3 separate regions of the Mus musculus genome follow, and regions 1 and 2 are each linked to region 3. Evidence: chromatin contacts called from public Hi-C data. All regions are on one chromosome and are shown on one strand. The core of a region is the stretch at or near the end of the contact, and the rest is flanking DNA. Distances in the headings are between cores, read along the strand shown. Region 1 overlaps Prkcb (protein kinase C, beta). Region 2 overlaps Prkcb (protein kinase C, beta). Region 3 overlaps Prkcb (protein kinase C, beta).

Region 1 (4,696 bases), core at 185-2,684, 130 kb before region 3:
AATGTCACATACTTAGTAGCTACACATGGCTACTAGCCACCATTTTGGCAGAACTGCTGCAGACGAGAAGAGAGAGATCTAGACTGTGTAAGTCACCGACGTAAGGTTCCAGAAGGGATTTGAGCCATAATCTGACTCAGATATTAGGCCATTCTCAAGACACAGCATTCATGTCCCATACTCAGGTCATTTCTGTATAAACAAATCTCATGGGAAATCCTGTGGATTCCCCACAACATGGGCATGTGAATATTCAGCTAGTATTTTCATAGATTTACATGTTTTGTTTCTAAAGCAGATCAGCCTTGACTTCCTCTCTGTTGCTCTTTTAAAATTTCCCTTTGTGAACATTAATACTTCATTGTATAGAAAGCTAGAGTTCTCTTGGTTTTCCCTTGCAGGATTCCTGGGCAGCCGCTGTATCTGGAGGAGCCTGGGCACTTGTCTGTCTCTTGTTCTTGTGGGATATCTTAGAAGCCCTCTGTCCATGGTGCCATTTATTTCTCCAGCAAATATTAATAACTGACTGTCTGTAATGGAGTAAGGATTAGGTACAGGGGCCTTCGTGGTTGGGCAGGCTTGGATTTGAATTTCAAATCCACTTGATAGATGACCTTGGATAAGTCATTCAATCTCTCTAGACTTAAGCAGCCAATCAAAGAGAATGTCTACCTTTCAGGACTTACTGTGAAGATCACGTGATATAGAACACGTGAAGTGTGACTCCACGGAGCCAATAATAAAAATAAAAACAAAACAACAAGTGATTCTTTCAGTAGACCTACTGTGTGCCAGGCAGTAACCAAACGATGCCAAGTTTCCTTCACCTTTTCTCATTATTTTCCTCTTCTTTCTCTTCTTCTGTTCCTCCCTCCAGAGTTCTCTCCCTTCCTTTGTAGCCTCCTAGTCTCAGATTCTCCATTGTCTTGCCTCAGCCTCCCAGGCACTGCAGGACAGACTCCTATTTCTTTAGGAATGTAATTCACTGATTATTATCAACATTACTACTAACTTAACCCATTTTGGATTTCTTATGCAGTTGGGAGATGGTCTTCTTTGTACCCTCTGCAGCCCCTCTGGCCCACAGTTCCTGAAGACAGCTGCATTGGATATGCAGTTAATGGAAATTCGTGCTGAGAAATATACAGATATATGACACCAGGGGAAAGAATTTCTTTCTGTTGAGACTTGACTCGAATCTCAGCAATCATACAGGACCCAGGGTGTTCGTCTAAAGCTCCACTTCTCATTCCAAGATCCAGCTTTCTCATGAGCACATCTCTCGCTCCTACACTTGACTACAGTCATCTGGCTTGCTCTACTCTCTTTTCTTTTTCCCTTTAGGCTGTTTCTCTTCCTGTTTCCATGTCCCAACCTGACCATGGCAAAGCATAGCTAAAGAAGGTTGTGTGTCCTTATTAATGAATTAATACTTTTGCTGGGTTGAGCTAGCCTTCTGGGACAGGTCCTGTGTCAGAGTGGGTTTTTCTAGGTGTGAGGTCATGGGGGTACTTGATGAAGCAGTGTGTAGCCTGGCCTTGGCTGAAGGCAGTTCTGTGAACCCTCTTCCAGTGTCTCTGTGAATTGGGAGGTAGTTGTCTTCTGGGAGATGGGGAGTTGGTGGGCATGCTCCCGTGAGCCAGATTAGGGCCAGGCTGGGGTATGGGCTGCACGGGGATTGATCACTCAGGGTCTCTTCCCTTGCTTCCTTTCTGTGTTCTCTTCATCCAGGAAGCTGAGTCTGTTGATAGTCAGATAATAGCTTTGTGACCATTTCCCACTTTAAGCATTAGCTAGTGCCAAGGAAGAGGAAACCCTCAAAGCCAGCTGCCTCTGACTCAGACACCATTGGTTTTTTGCCATAACCACCACGTGGCTGCCTTCTTCCAGCCATAGTCTGATTTTTCTCTACCACAACCTGTCTGGGCTGCCCTGAGCTGGCTTGGGTTTGATTGTTTTTGTCAAGATGGAGTTACTTTTTGCCACCTCAAGAAGGGAACCCCTTCTTTGGCGAGAGAGAAATTGAGATTATTCGGTGTCTGGGAGGGTCTTACTGGAGACCATACTTCATGTCTGATGAAGGGCCCTGGCCTTGTGCTCAGAACCTTGTGACAGCTTTTCTGTACCAGGGGCTCTGGAGACTCTCAAAGGCTGGTGGGGTGAATGTGATCTCTGTAAGAGTGTGAGCCCTTCTACCAAAAGAGCAAGATGGCTGGCCATATACCCTTCCTTCCTTCCTTCCTTCCTTCCTTCCTTCCTTCCTTCCTTCCTTCCTTCCTTCCTTCCTTCCTCTTCCCCACCACATTTAATACAGTATAATGATGAGGAGTATAGATGAATCCTGCCTTGGTGTGAACCCCAGCTCTACCTCTCACTGGTGTATGTAGTCTTAGTTAAGTTTATAACCCTTTCCTTGCCTCAGCTGTAAATAAGATGTTGAGGAATAATAACAGAGCATGCTTTATAGAATTATGTGTTCCCTGTTCTCCAGTTCCTTTCCTGCTGAGCATGTTAATAAATATTATTTTTAGAAATAATAAAATATGTAAACAAGAGACAGGGTCCCTCCTGGGCATCTTCCAAGGGACTCTACCCCATTTCCCTATGTTGAGCAAACCTGAAGGTGGTGTCAGGCTTTGTCAGGGGTCATTGTGTTTATGATGGTGATTTTTGAGACACAGTCATACTATATAGCCTGGGGTGACCTTGAATTTGAGGTCTTCCTGTTATGGTCTTCTAAGTATTATAAGTTCACATGTGTACCACCACATCCAGCTGTGATTATTAAAACAATCTCTGTGGACTGGAAAGATAGTTCAGTGTTTAAGGGTACTGGCTGCCCTTCCAGAGGATCTGGGTTCAATCCCCAATACCGCATGTGGGTCATGTCTGTAACTTCAGTGCCAAAAACATCCAACACCCTCTTCTTTTCTAGTTCAACAAAGAAAGACAAAGTAAGAGCTTTTAATGAAGAGACTCAGTCAGGGGCTGAAAAGATGGCTCAGTGGTTAAGAGCACTGACTGCTCTTCAAGAGGACTTGGGTTCAATTCTTAGTACCCATGTGGTGGCTCACAGCTGTCCATAATTCTAGTTTCTGGAGATCTGATGCTTTCTTCTAGCCTTCATGGGCATGAGCACACAAGTGATGCAAAGATATGGAGATGTGGAGGCTAAATATCCATACACATAAAATAAAATGTGAAAGGTATGGAGACATGGGGGTGAGAGACAGACAGACAGACAGATACTCAGAGAGAGAGAGAGAGAGACAGAGACAGAGACAGAGACAGACACACACGCACACGCACACACACACACACACACACACACACACACACACACACACAGAGAGAGAGAGAGAGAGAGAGAGAGAGAGAGAGAGAGCCACAGAGAAAGTCAGCTTTAGTGATTTCAGCACTAAATCCCATGCTTAGTTTCCTAGGGGCTGTGTTGCTAAGCATTTCATGAGGCTATTGGTAGAAGATACCTATCACAGTGACCCAGGGAGGGGTCTTCTACTGAAGGCAGAAGCAGAGTTTGCAGGCTTGGGCCAGAAGGAAATTTGTTAGTGTTTAGCTTGGCTGGCAGCCCACAATCCACCTTCTCATGTAGTCAGAAGTCTTCCCAGTGTAATGTGTGAAAACCCATAGCCCCCTGCCCACGGCCTCCCAGAGCTGTATTCACCAACAGCTCAGAAGTGTGTACAAATTGGGAGACGGCTGTATCCCACATCTCACCATGACATTTGCTGAAACAAATGCCTGTTAATAAATGGCATGAGTCCCTTGGTCTCAGTGATAAAGATGTACCTGTTACTGGGAGCCCTTGAGAGGAGACCTTTGTTGAAGGCCTCAACACTCATTTTAATTGGTGCTAGACAGATGTGTTGGGAAAGCTCACCCCCCCTACACACACACCATTCATCTCAGTAAGTATGTTGTGAAATAACACCCCTTGCCCTTCTGTGCCTGGACTTTAAGGGCTGATGACATGGTTGGTTTAAAGCTCTGTTGCTTCAGGATGCGAAGTCAGCTGATGTGGATTAAATCGTTTTAAGGTCATGAGCTTTAACTCTTGCTTCAGTGATTCTTAAACCTCACTGTGCAAAAGCCCCAGAGCTTTTATCTCCAGGGATTGAGCATATTATTTCCAAGACGACTTTATTTCTATTTCATATTAATCAGAAGGTAGGATGCACAGTGGCCTTGTGAAAAGTTAAACAACTTGCTTTCCCATTTCATGTGAAGTGAGGAGGCCCTCGCTCTTACGGCTTGGTTCCACATGTATTTACTGGATGCCCGAGAGTCTTGAGCATAAGAGAAAATGGTTAGTTCTTATGGATGCTTAACACAGTCTAGGGGGAAGTGTGGGACACATTTTGTTGAGGAAGAAAAGGTGCTTGAGAGAGATGGAGCCGATCCTGTAGTTTGACATCATGTTACCTCCAGCACTAGACTCACCATGTGCTTTTATCTCAGCCAAGTGTGTTATCTCAGGTCTAATATCTATGTTGTGACTGACTGGAGTTCATTAACGCAAGGATGGATCCGTCAGGATCTTTTTAGCAGGGTTTTGAATCTGCCTTCTTTGCTCACTCAGTCTAGAGGGTGAACTTGGAAAGGCTCCTGGCTTATTTGGGCAACACAGGGATTGTCTGATGGCGTGCGGTGTGCTGGGCATTGAATGCTGTTTGTC
Region 2 (4,815 bases), core at 1,017-3,516, 150 kb before region 3:
TTTTTTTTAAATTTACTTATGGGGCTGGAGAGATGGCTCAGCAGTTAAGAGTACTGACTGCTGTTCCAAAGGTCTCGAGTTCAATTCCCAGCAACTACATGATGGTTTGTAACCATTTATGGTGGGATCTGACGCCCTCTTCTGTCATGCTGGCATGCATGCAAATATAGCACTCATATAAATACATCCATCCATCCATCCATTCATCCATCCATCCATCCATCCATACTTTAAGCACTTTCCATTTATTTAAGGATTCTTTGTCTGTTAATAATGAACACTTTGACAAGCATTAGGAGGTAAGTCGTTCCTTTCAGAGTGGAGGTAGTCAGGGACGGCTCATCAGAGATTCAGGATCTTCCCAAATTTTTTCTTCCTCACTGGTGTCTCCTTTCTTGGACCTTCAAAAGCTCATACCTACCACCTACCTACTACTACTACTACTACACACACACACACACACACACACACACACACACACACACACACACACACAAGAACCATATTGTTAGAGAATGATGTGCAAAGGAGAGGGGAACGTGGGGTCAAGGATTTGTTGTAAGAACTTGTGGTACCTCCGTTATGCATAGAGCTGTGACAAGTGTCTGTTGTCAGAGGGACAGGGTTGCCTTGCTGAGCAGAAGTGGGAAAAGGTGGAGAAAAACTCTCAAATTTTGTTTGTTAGACAATTAACTTTCTTACTGCTTGAGTCATTTCAAGATAAGTCATTTCTGTCACTTGCAGCTGAATGCAATACCTCTCCTGAAATTTCGGATGGCTGCCACAATATAATAGGAGTGGTTTTTCCTCTCCGCATGTCTCGCTTGATTAACTGTCCCTTGGAGTTGAGTTATCCCTCCTTAGATGTTTTTCATACATCAAGTAATTTAAGACTGTACACTGGACATTGTGAATATTATGTTGTGGGAACTATGGATTTTGTTGTTTTTAAATAAATCAGGTCATTGGCTTGGCTAGTTTGTCGTCTGTGAACATCGGCTCAGATGCCAGCTCTGTTCTGAGTTTTATCCTTGTCTTCTTCAAGGCTGCCTAATGCACACCCAGTTCCTGAGTTCATTAGAGTCTTGGACAGGATTGCACACAGACTGTAATTGTAATGCTCTTCTTTTGGTGGTACTTTTGAAGTAATTATTACCTATCTCTTAGTTATCTATTAATTATCTACTAGCTCCCTAGTAACTATCTAGCAGCTCTTGGTGACCTGGAATCTGTCTTTTTGATATGCACTCCAGAACTTAAAAAAAAAAAATGTGTGTTTGTGTGGTGCGTGTGTGCATTCACGTATGTGTATTATGTAATGTGTGTGTGTGTGTGTGTGTGTGGATGCCAGAGGATAACGTCAGGTTTCATTTCTCAGGTGATGTCTACTTTGTTTTTAGAGACAGAGTCTCTCACTGGCTTGGACCTTTCCATGTAGCCTAAGTTGGCTGGCCAGTGAGCCCAGGACCTGCCTCCTCAGGGCTGCGCACCCGCAAGCCTGGCTTTTACGTGAGTGTGGAGATCAAGCTCCGTCCTCAAGCCTGGGTGCTACACACTTTACTGAGTGAGCCGTCTCCTCTGCCTAGATTTTTTTGTTGTTGTTGTTTCATTTTTATCTTTTAAATTTGGAGCTTTAACTGCCGACGCAGTCTGTTTTAAGGGCAAAAACTGTAAAACTGTCACTCCCTCCTTTCAAGTTGCTATGTGCCCATCAGAATCTGCTTTCATTTGCTTTGACTTAAAAAAAAATGCCCACAGTTTATGTTTGCTCTCCACAGAGAGACTGGATCTGGCTGAATCTTGCTTGACCGTACAAGAAACAAGCTCTTTCTTGGGGAAATTGACACCCAGGTGGTTAAGTCGTTCCCCACGCCACGAAGCTGGTAAATGGGGCCTCTGCTCAGGGTCTCTGACAGCAGACACACACTTGAGAGTTGAAGGTCGATTGGGCTCAGTCTCATTTGGGAAGTGCCCCCTCCGTGAATGGTAGCAGCCCACGGCCCAGGTGGGTGGCTTCACGGTGGACTTCTTTCCAGTGAGAACTGCTGGTCGGGTTCCTTTACTGAATAAAGGTTGCTCGCAGTGAGCAATATTCCAGAAAGAAATTGTGCACAGAGACCTGCTGTCAGCACCAATTAGACCAATAATAACCAGACTGGTTATTATTTATCTGACAGCGTTTTCACCAAAGTAAAAGGCAGTAGTAAGCTGTGGTTAGCAGGAGGAAGTTCAGAGTTCAGTTCCCACCCCCACCTTTTTTAAAATAAAAGAGGAAGTTACAGGACTTATTTCTGTATCAGCCAGTTACTAATAGAGAGTATTGTCACAGCTAAGGTCAAGTATGGGGTAAAAATGTCCTTTCTCACTGAAGGACCACAGGCATGGGAATTGTAACTTGCGAGGAGCCCACAAAGTCACAGCAAAGAATCCTGGTCAAATCTTAAGCTTGTCTGCTCACTGGGAGCAGGAGTGGACATTTCTCATCCCCTCTCCTCATCTGCCATCTCTGTCAGTAAGCTGCACCTCCTGCCGGGCACTCTGTCAGGTTTCTGGTGCTATTTCGGGAGGTCTTCTCATTTTCCAGGTTATAAAATATTCATGGAGCCTCATTAGGAAAGCACCTACTGTGTGCCAGATCCTGGAGCCACTTCAGTGAGCAAGTGAGGTAAAGTCCAGGTCTCTTACGTAACTTCCGTTCCAGGTGAGACTAGACAGTAAACGAACAAGCAATCACCAAGGTAACTCACAAAGCCATCGCTGTAGATCGTGAGAAGTTCAGGGGGGCTGGGGGGGGGGGGAAGAAAAGGCTCTACGAGCAGACCCTGTATTTCTGGTGACAATGAGCGAATAGAAAACATTAGGGCAGAGTCCTCTCTAGTCCTCCATCTCTAGTGGAGGGGGATGGGGCATGTCTTATGACTTGTGTCTCTGAGATTTCTTAGTGTAAGAAACAGCATATGGCTTAGAATAGCCTTTGGAGTGTGTGTGTGTGTGTGTAGTTTTGCTATATAGCTCAGGCTAGATTTGAACCTCCTCCCATTCTCCCATCCTTCTCTTCCACCTCCTGGAGGTGTGCTCCACCACACCCAGCCCAGCTCAGTAATGGGCTCTTGGTGGCATGGGTATTTCTTCATCTGGTGGCCGTCGGTGGTCAGTTGCTCCCTCTGTGGACATAGGTAGGTCTGATTCTATACATGTGGATATGGATTCTGCCCTTGAGATTAGAAGGAGCCGAGTAAAGGTTCTGGAAGGGTGGTTTATGCTTCCAGTAAAGAAGAAACCGTCTAGTCATGCTGGCATATGTTTTAAACATTGTATCATATTTCGTCGCTTCCCCCTTTCTTTCTGAGTTGAGAACCTCAGTCCTGGTTCCCTGGTTTATGTTGGAGCCTGGAGCTCCCTCTTCCTCCACCCCTAAGGCCTTTGCCTCTGTTCACCCCCTACTGAAACTGGGTAAGAGCGTAGTTAACGTCAGTGGCTGTAAATCACCTACATTAAAAATGTTAATTATCACCACCAGGAAAGGGCTTAACCTCTCCAGGCCATTAGAACAGCCTCAAGCCAAATGTGGCACACAGTTTTCTTGGAGGAGAGAGAAATCACCTAGGGGTTCATGGGGTCAGTGGGGGAGTGGGACCTGCCTCAGGTCTGTAATCATGGCCACGTTCATTCATGATACTAGAGTTAACTGGACTTTGTGACCAACCATGGGTGAGTTGTCTTGCTGTAGTTAAAAAAAAAAGTTTGTGAAAGATGCAAAAGTATCAGCTAATTAAAATAAATTACACACCATGGCTAAGAAGAAAGACCCTTTTACTGGCTCTTCTGATGCCCTCTCTACTGCCAGAAGCCACGTGTGGGTAAACTGTCTCTGTTGCGTTCTTCAGAGTGGCTCTCTCCAGCATAGGGCCCCACTTGGTGCAGGCACATTTATGGTCCGTTCTAGAATTACACATATGTCTCACACATATGTAAGTGTTTTTCTAGTTCCTGAAAATGATTTGGCCATGGGCTATCGTGATTCAGCTTTTAATAGATTTTTGCCAAATGTTCTTCATAGTGGTTGGGCCGCTGTCCCCTCACACCAACAGCACGTGCACGCTCCCGTGTCCCCGTGCCTTTCCAAGATTCTGACATTATCAGACTTTCATAGTTCTGCCAATATAAAGGAAAAGGGCGGTAGGGGGGGTGCCAGGCATTTAATGTTAGAGAGCAGTTGCCTTGGCTGGCAATGAGCTGAGCCTCCGCCTCTCCCTGCAGTTTCTTCTTGTTCTCCCAGCAGGTTTTGTTATCTGAGAGGCAAGGGCTCTACCACTGGGCTGTACCCCAGCCCTCCTTGTTGGTTATTTGTGTTTGTCCTGGTTTATTTTCACCAGCTCTGGTGCCTGGAGGGACAGAGTCCCTTCCTGTTGGCTTAGCTTGGGAAGGTTCACAAAGCGTTGGTCCCGCTTTCAAGATGAGAAAATAGAGGCTCAGTGGGGCATTCTACCTTGTGCAGTCAAGGGCTGACTCTGAAAGCCTGAAGAGACATAACCACATAGCAAGCTGCTCCAAAACACAGGGCGACTGTCACTGTTAGCCTTTCGCTGGGAGCCAGACGCTCAGCTCTCTAGAGAGCGGTCTGTTTAATTATTCATCCCATTTTCAAGTAATTGATGACACGCCCTCCAGCAGGAGGGTGGACTGAACTTCATTGCTAAAAGCACCCTCTACACATAAAATGGGGATGCATCTTGAAAAGGGTACCTACCTACCCTTCTGGGCTTGCCTTTTGAGGGTCTCCCTTGTACATGGACAGAGCCTTTTGCTGGAATA
Region 3 (4,745 bases), core at 704-3,203:
CATAACAAGGTGGGCCAGCTCATCCCCGTGCAGAACACTTCCTATACACCACCTCCCTGTTGTGTCCGCTCTCTGGGGAACTCAAGCTATTAATGTCACTACTTTAAACTAGGAGATATCTTACGTAAGTGTGTTCTTGATGACATTAAACATGGGGCAGTTTGACAACATCGTGTAAACATTCCTATAGGGTCTACTTGGGTGGGTGTGGCCTTGTCCTCCACGGGACCACCTCCACATCTTCCCTCACTTGCAGGATGGTGCACTGGGCATTTGAGTTGGCACTTCAGAACCACAGGAGTATAGAAATATAGAGGTACTGCTTCAGGCTATAACTTAGCCTTCAAGGAGAATGACCCCCATCCTTCCTTCATGCATCAGGGTTGGGAGAAAGATTTGGAGAAGTCCTTCTGATAGGATGTAACTTGTTCTCTGCTAGGTGGGTGTCACTAAGGTCAGGGAACAGGAAGGCACCGGTGGGTCTAGGTACAGCTGATGCCTGGAGCCCCCAGCGTGGGCCAACCTGAACCAGCCTGAGCCATTCCTCCCTTCCCTCTCTCTGCCCTCACAGCCTGTATGATGAACGTGCACAAGCGCTGCGTGATGAACGTCCCCAGCCTCTGCGGCACTGACCACACGGAACGCCGCGGCCGCATCTATATCCAGGCCCACATCGACAGAGAGGTTCTCATTGTTGTTGGTAGGTGGCCCCGAGGCTCCTGCATCGGGAGGTGCCCGAGCTTCAGGGTTCCAGAGTTCCGTGAACATGTGAGGGGGTGGGGGTGGGGTGGGAAGGGGTGAGGGGGTGGGAGGTGGGTGGGTGGGGGTGGGGATAGTGCCCAGGCAGGTCACAGGTGCACGGAGGGGCATAATGTGCATAATGTGGCTGCTTTGCTCCTGCCTCCAGTGTGGCCCTTCTCCACAGTGAAGTCCTCAGACTGTGGAACCTCAAAGCCACCTTCTCAGCACTTTGAGGTGGCTTCAGCTGCCTAAAGGGCAGCTGAGCCTTCCAGGCTTCATTCTAAAAACAAAATGTGAAATTGAAATTATAATAATTGTATTTATTTGTGGCCACAGTATATCTGACACATGTACAATATGTGACCATCAAGTCAAGGTAACCTTCATGTATCTCTGGGCCACCTGAGCCCTCCATTCGCCCTTCTTTAAAACAACAACAACAATAGCAGCAACAAAGAATGTGTAATTAAAATACAGTAATAGTATACATTTGTGGACGTGGTATATTTTGACACATGTGCAAATCATAATGACCAAATCAAGATAATTTTCACATATGTCTGCACTGCTCAGACACCTATGGTTTCCTTGTATTGAGGATACTGAAAGGACTTATAATTTCACAGAATCTTCTTCCTGCCTCCTATCTGTTCTCTCCGCGTCTCCTGGAACGTGAAGTGCCTGTGCCCTTTTTCAGATAACAGAGAAGGCATCCTTGCTTCCTCCCCAGACTTTTCCAATGGGAACATAGAGTCTTGATGACCAACACCAAATTTGGAAGAATTTATGTCTTAAAGAGGGAGGGAGGGGGTATGCAGGCCAGAGAACTATCCGGGGCCTCCAAAATTTATTTTAACCTGTTGGGAGCTATGCCAATCACTATAATATTCTGCATACTTGTTTTGTGTCTGAACTGAGAAAACACAGCAATTTGCCTAGGAGAGGAGACACACAAAGGGCAGAAAGAAGGGCCTATCTGCTTTTCTGTGGTGAGCATCTGTGATACTCAGAGAATAGGAATTCACCTGTGCTGGACTGGCAGAGACTTACCCGTTCCTCACGGCAAAACCAGTACAAAAAAACTAGACACAATGGTGTGGGGATTTGAAGGAACCGTTTCTTCCAGGCTTGCGACACAAACTCTGTAGACTTACGTAACTAATTTGTATATACAAGGCCTCACCATTTCATCACGGAAGGAGTCGGTTTTGTTAAGTTGGCCAATTTCTGAGGCCCCAGAAGGGTTTAGTAGCACTGACCTGCTGAGCCCTAATGTGGTCAGAGTTTGCTTAAACCATATAAAAGTTAAAAACTATAACTCCTTTTTGAAAGGGCCGTTTCAGAAACCTGGTGAGTTCTTAGAGAAGATGGCTTCATCAAGAGGCTTTTCCTTCAAGGACAGGCCAAGGGAGGAGGCAGCTGTCTCCCAGAGAGGTGCTTGTGGGGTAGGAGTGGGACAACAGAGAATCTTAGGGTAACAAGTTCAAGGAAAGCCTGCCCTATCCCTCACCATTGACTTGAGCCTTCAGTGCCTGAGGGACAAAAACTGAGGCTCTGCTGCCACCTAGTGGTTGAAAACGGTTGCCATGGGCAGTCACATTTACAGAGTGTATTTAGAGCCACAGGACCATCTTGCCTGATAAGTTCATTTTAGGAATGTGATCTAGGGAAGTGAGCATTATCCTGGTACCCATCCTGAAACAGGTTCATCAGGTGCTCAGTTCCCCAGCTAGGTCCAACTGACTTGAAAGCACTCTCCTATACACACCAAGTTACTGTTTTAGCTTAGCTTCGTCTCGTTGCTTAGTTTCCCATTTATTTCCTTTTCTAGTTTAGCAGCAGTAGCTCTTAGGGGAATCCACTCGGAGTCTTTGATGATTTGAGGGCACAGGAGTCTTTTGAGCTCAAGGTCAGGTATTCTGCATAATTGTACTAATGTCTCTCAGGCTGTCCTGGGACACATCTGTGATATCTGTTGCTATAGCAACAAAGTACCATGGACTTTGATTCTTGCAGAGTCCTGAAGGTCTAGGTCAGTAGTGTTATTCCCTGTGCTGGGCTCCAAGGGACTCTGATCTATACTTCTGCTGGTTGCTGACAGTCTTTGGGGTTCTGTGACTCTAATGTGTATGTGTTCTTTGCTGTACGTCTGCTAAATTAGGATGCCAACCATTGGATTGTGGCCCACCTTAACCTACTATGACCTGATCCTCACTTGAGCACAACCATAAGGACTTTATGTCCATATAAGGTCATGGTCACAGGTGGCAGGATGCAGGTTTGAACTTAGGATTTGGGGGGGGGGTCACAATTCAACTCAATAATGGAAGGTAGAAAAGTTGAGGCCCCCTTAAAGTTCAGAATAGAATTTTCCATCCTTAGGGTCCCGCAAACTTTAATTATAAAGCTGCAAGCATTTTAGTAGTGTCTGTGAGATTGCTCAATGGACTAATGCTGTTGCCTTCACAGGCCAAGAGAGACTAAGACTTGGCAAAGCTTAACCAAGATCAGAGACAGAGCAGAGATTCCCATCTGGGCCACCGTGTCACTACACCTTGCTAATAACTCCTTCACAATTCAGGCATAGGCTGTGCTTAGCATAACCTTATTTATTGATTCTAATAAGAGACTTAAAGGTTGCCTGGGGCCTTCTCAGAAGTTCTGCACCAGAAGTGGCCTTGTGTTTTACCTCACACAAACCCTAGACGCACTTGTGGGGTTAGAACTTTCTACTGGCCACCAGCCTGGGACACCGTTGTCAGACCTGGGTCTCATATGCTGTGCATAAATCCAGCCCTTCCCTGGGCAGAAGGGCGTCTATCTTCCCCACTGCTGAAACCCAAGTTGTCTCTTCACTCCCGTGGCTCTTGTAGGCCATGATCAGAATGGCCAATTCTTCTGAACCCATCAGTGGGGTTCCTCACATCCTCAGGTCACTTAGATCAGACACAGTAGGGCCACTATCCATCCATACTCTCTCCAGGAATTCTCTAGAAGGTGGCCCTGTGCAAGCTCATCTTTGCCATGTTTTCTGCTGGAGCTTAACTCCTTTGCAGAACTCACTAGATTCTCAGCCTTCACCTCCCCATGCCTTAGTCACACAGAGTATAGTGAACTTGAACTTGGATGGTTACAGTTTTGGGTTTGCCTTTCCACAGACATTAATTAGTCCCACAGGGGCAGAGTGGGTCTTTTTGGTTCATGACCTGTGCCTCCCAACCCCTGGTAAGTTTGGCATCACTGCACATTTGTGGAATCAGAATACAATAAAAGATCCTGTTAGACCTGAGACCTCCAGGTACCTTCTGAGGTTAGAATCAGCAGAGATTCTATCTCACAGTATTATTGTTATAAGAAAGTTGATTACACACACAATCTTTAATATCTCATCCAATGCCAACAGTAAGTCATCATGGGACCAGGATGCACCCTTTGGACCCATGACCTCCTTGTTCTCTGGATGATACAGAGCAGTGGTACTTTTAGAAACATAGGAAGCCATGTTGACATACTATGCCTAGTGACCTTATGGGAGAAGGTAACACCATGTCATAACACTAGATCACGGTCATACAATGAGCCAGAAGTCAAAATTCTGAGTCCTTGTGCATATAACAATATATTATTCAACCGATTTTGATTCATTATCATCCTATCAACAGAAAATCTGACATTCCAATCTCATACATTATGGCTATATTCTTTCTAAATTTAAATTTTAGGTTAGTATACAAAGTGATGGTTTGCATTAACAACAGCCACATCTTTTTAGATCTGAGGATTTCTTACATGCATATAACGTATTTTGATTAAATCTACCCCTTTCCCACCCCTCCCATTCTTCCCCCTTCCACCTTTTTTCTTCCCAACTTTAGATGCTCTTAAGAAATAAATGAAAAGAAACCACTTGGTCCTCTTAGTGCTGCCTGGATTCTCATGGGTGTAGGGCCACCTCCCTGAAGAAAATTGACTGTCCCTCTGCCACAGCCATCAAGTGCCAGTGA

What was found. Hi-C and Micro-C count contacts between places; a contact is called where the count stands out from the background.
Region 1: a contact with region 3 is called in a Hi-C map of bone marrow-derived macrophages, with 39 read pairs. The contact joins two enhancer-like sites. A contact is called at or near these places in 1 of 15 datasets of contacts at CTCF or cohesin (pro-B cells), 16 of 484 Hi-C or Micro-C datasets (B cells, the HL-1 cell line, bone marrow-derived macrophages and 9 more) and 5 of 115 datasets of contacts at active chromatin or transcription factors (T-cell acute lymphoblastic leukemia, bone marrow-derived dendritic cells, double positive thymocytes and 2 more).
Region 2: a Hi-C map of bone marrow-derived macrophages shows a contact between it and region 3, with 35 read pairs. The contact joins two enhancer-like sites. A contact is called at or near these places in 1 of 15 datasets of contacts at CTCF or cohesin (large pre-B cells), 14 of 484 Hi-C or Micro-C datasets (B cells, the CH12 cell line, DN3 thymocytes and 7 more) and 4 of 115 datasets of contacts at active chromatin or transcription factors (T-cell acute lymphoblastic leukemia, acute myeloid leukemia, bone marrow-derived dendritic cells and 1 more).

What each region holds. Positions count from the first base shown.
Region 1 is chr7:122,327,942-122,332,637 of GRCm38.p6, forward strand. All of the region lies in intron 2 of Prkcb (protein kinase C, beta), which reads left to right. Among named protein-coding and RNA genes, the nearest start is that of Gm51497, 34 kb to the left of the region's middle. Within about 2 kb of position 1,435, at least 29 of the 459 cell types and tissues checked have an H3K27ac peak or open chromatin away from gene starts, as enhancers often do. A contact at or near this core is called in bone marrow-derived macrophages, where this site is marked.
Region 2 is chr7:122,308,140-122,312,954 of GRCm38.p6, forward strand. The region is part of intron 2 of Prkcb (protein kinase C, beta); the gene reads left to right. Among named protein-coding and RNA genes, the nearest start is that of Gm51497, 14 kb to the left of the region's middle. Within about 2 kb of position 2,267, at least 82 of the 459 cell types and tissues checked have an H3K27ac peak or open chromatin away from gene starts, as enhancers often do. A contact at or near this core is called in acute myeloid leukemia, bone marrow-derived dendritic cells, bone marrow-derived macrophages and 1 more, where this site is marked.
Region 3 is chr7:122,457,473-122,462,217 of GRCm38.p6, forward strand. It overlaps Prkcb (protein kinase C, beta), which reads left to right. Exons shown (of 17, transcript NM_008855.2): 5 at 572-700. Among named protein-coding and RNA genes, the nearest start is that of Gm51497, 160 kb to the left of the region's middle. Within about 2 kb of position 1,954, at least 36 of the 459 cell types and tissues checked have an H3K27ac peak or open chromatin away from gene starts, as enhancers often do. A contact at or near this core is called in acute myeloid leukemia, bone marrow-derived dendritic cells, bone marrow-derived macrophages and 1 more, where this site is marked.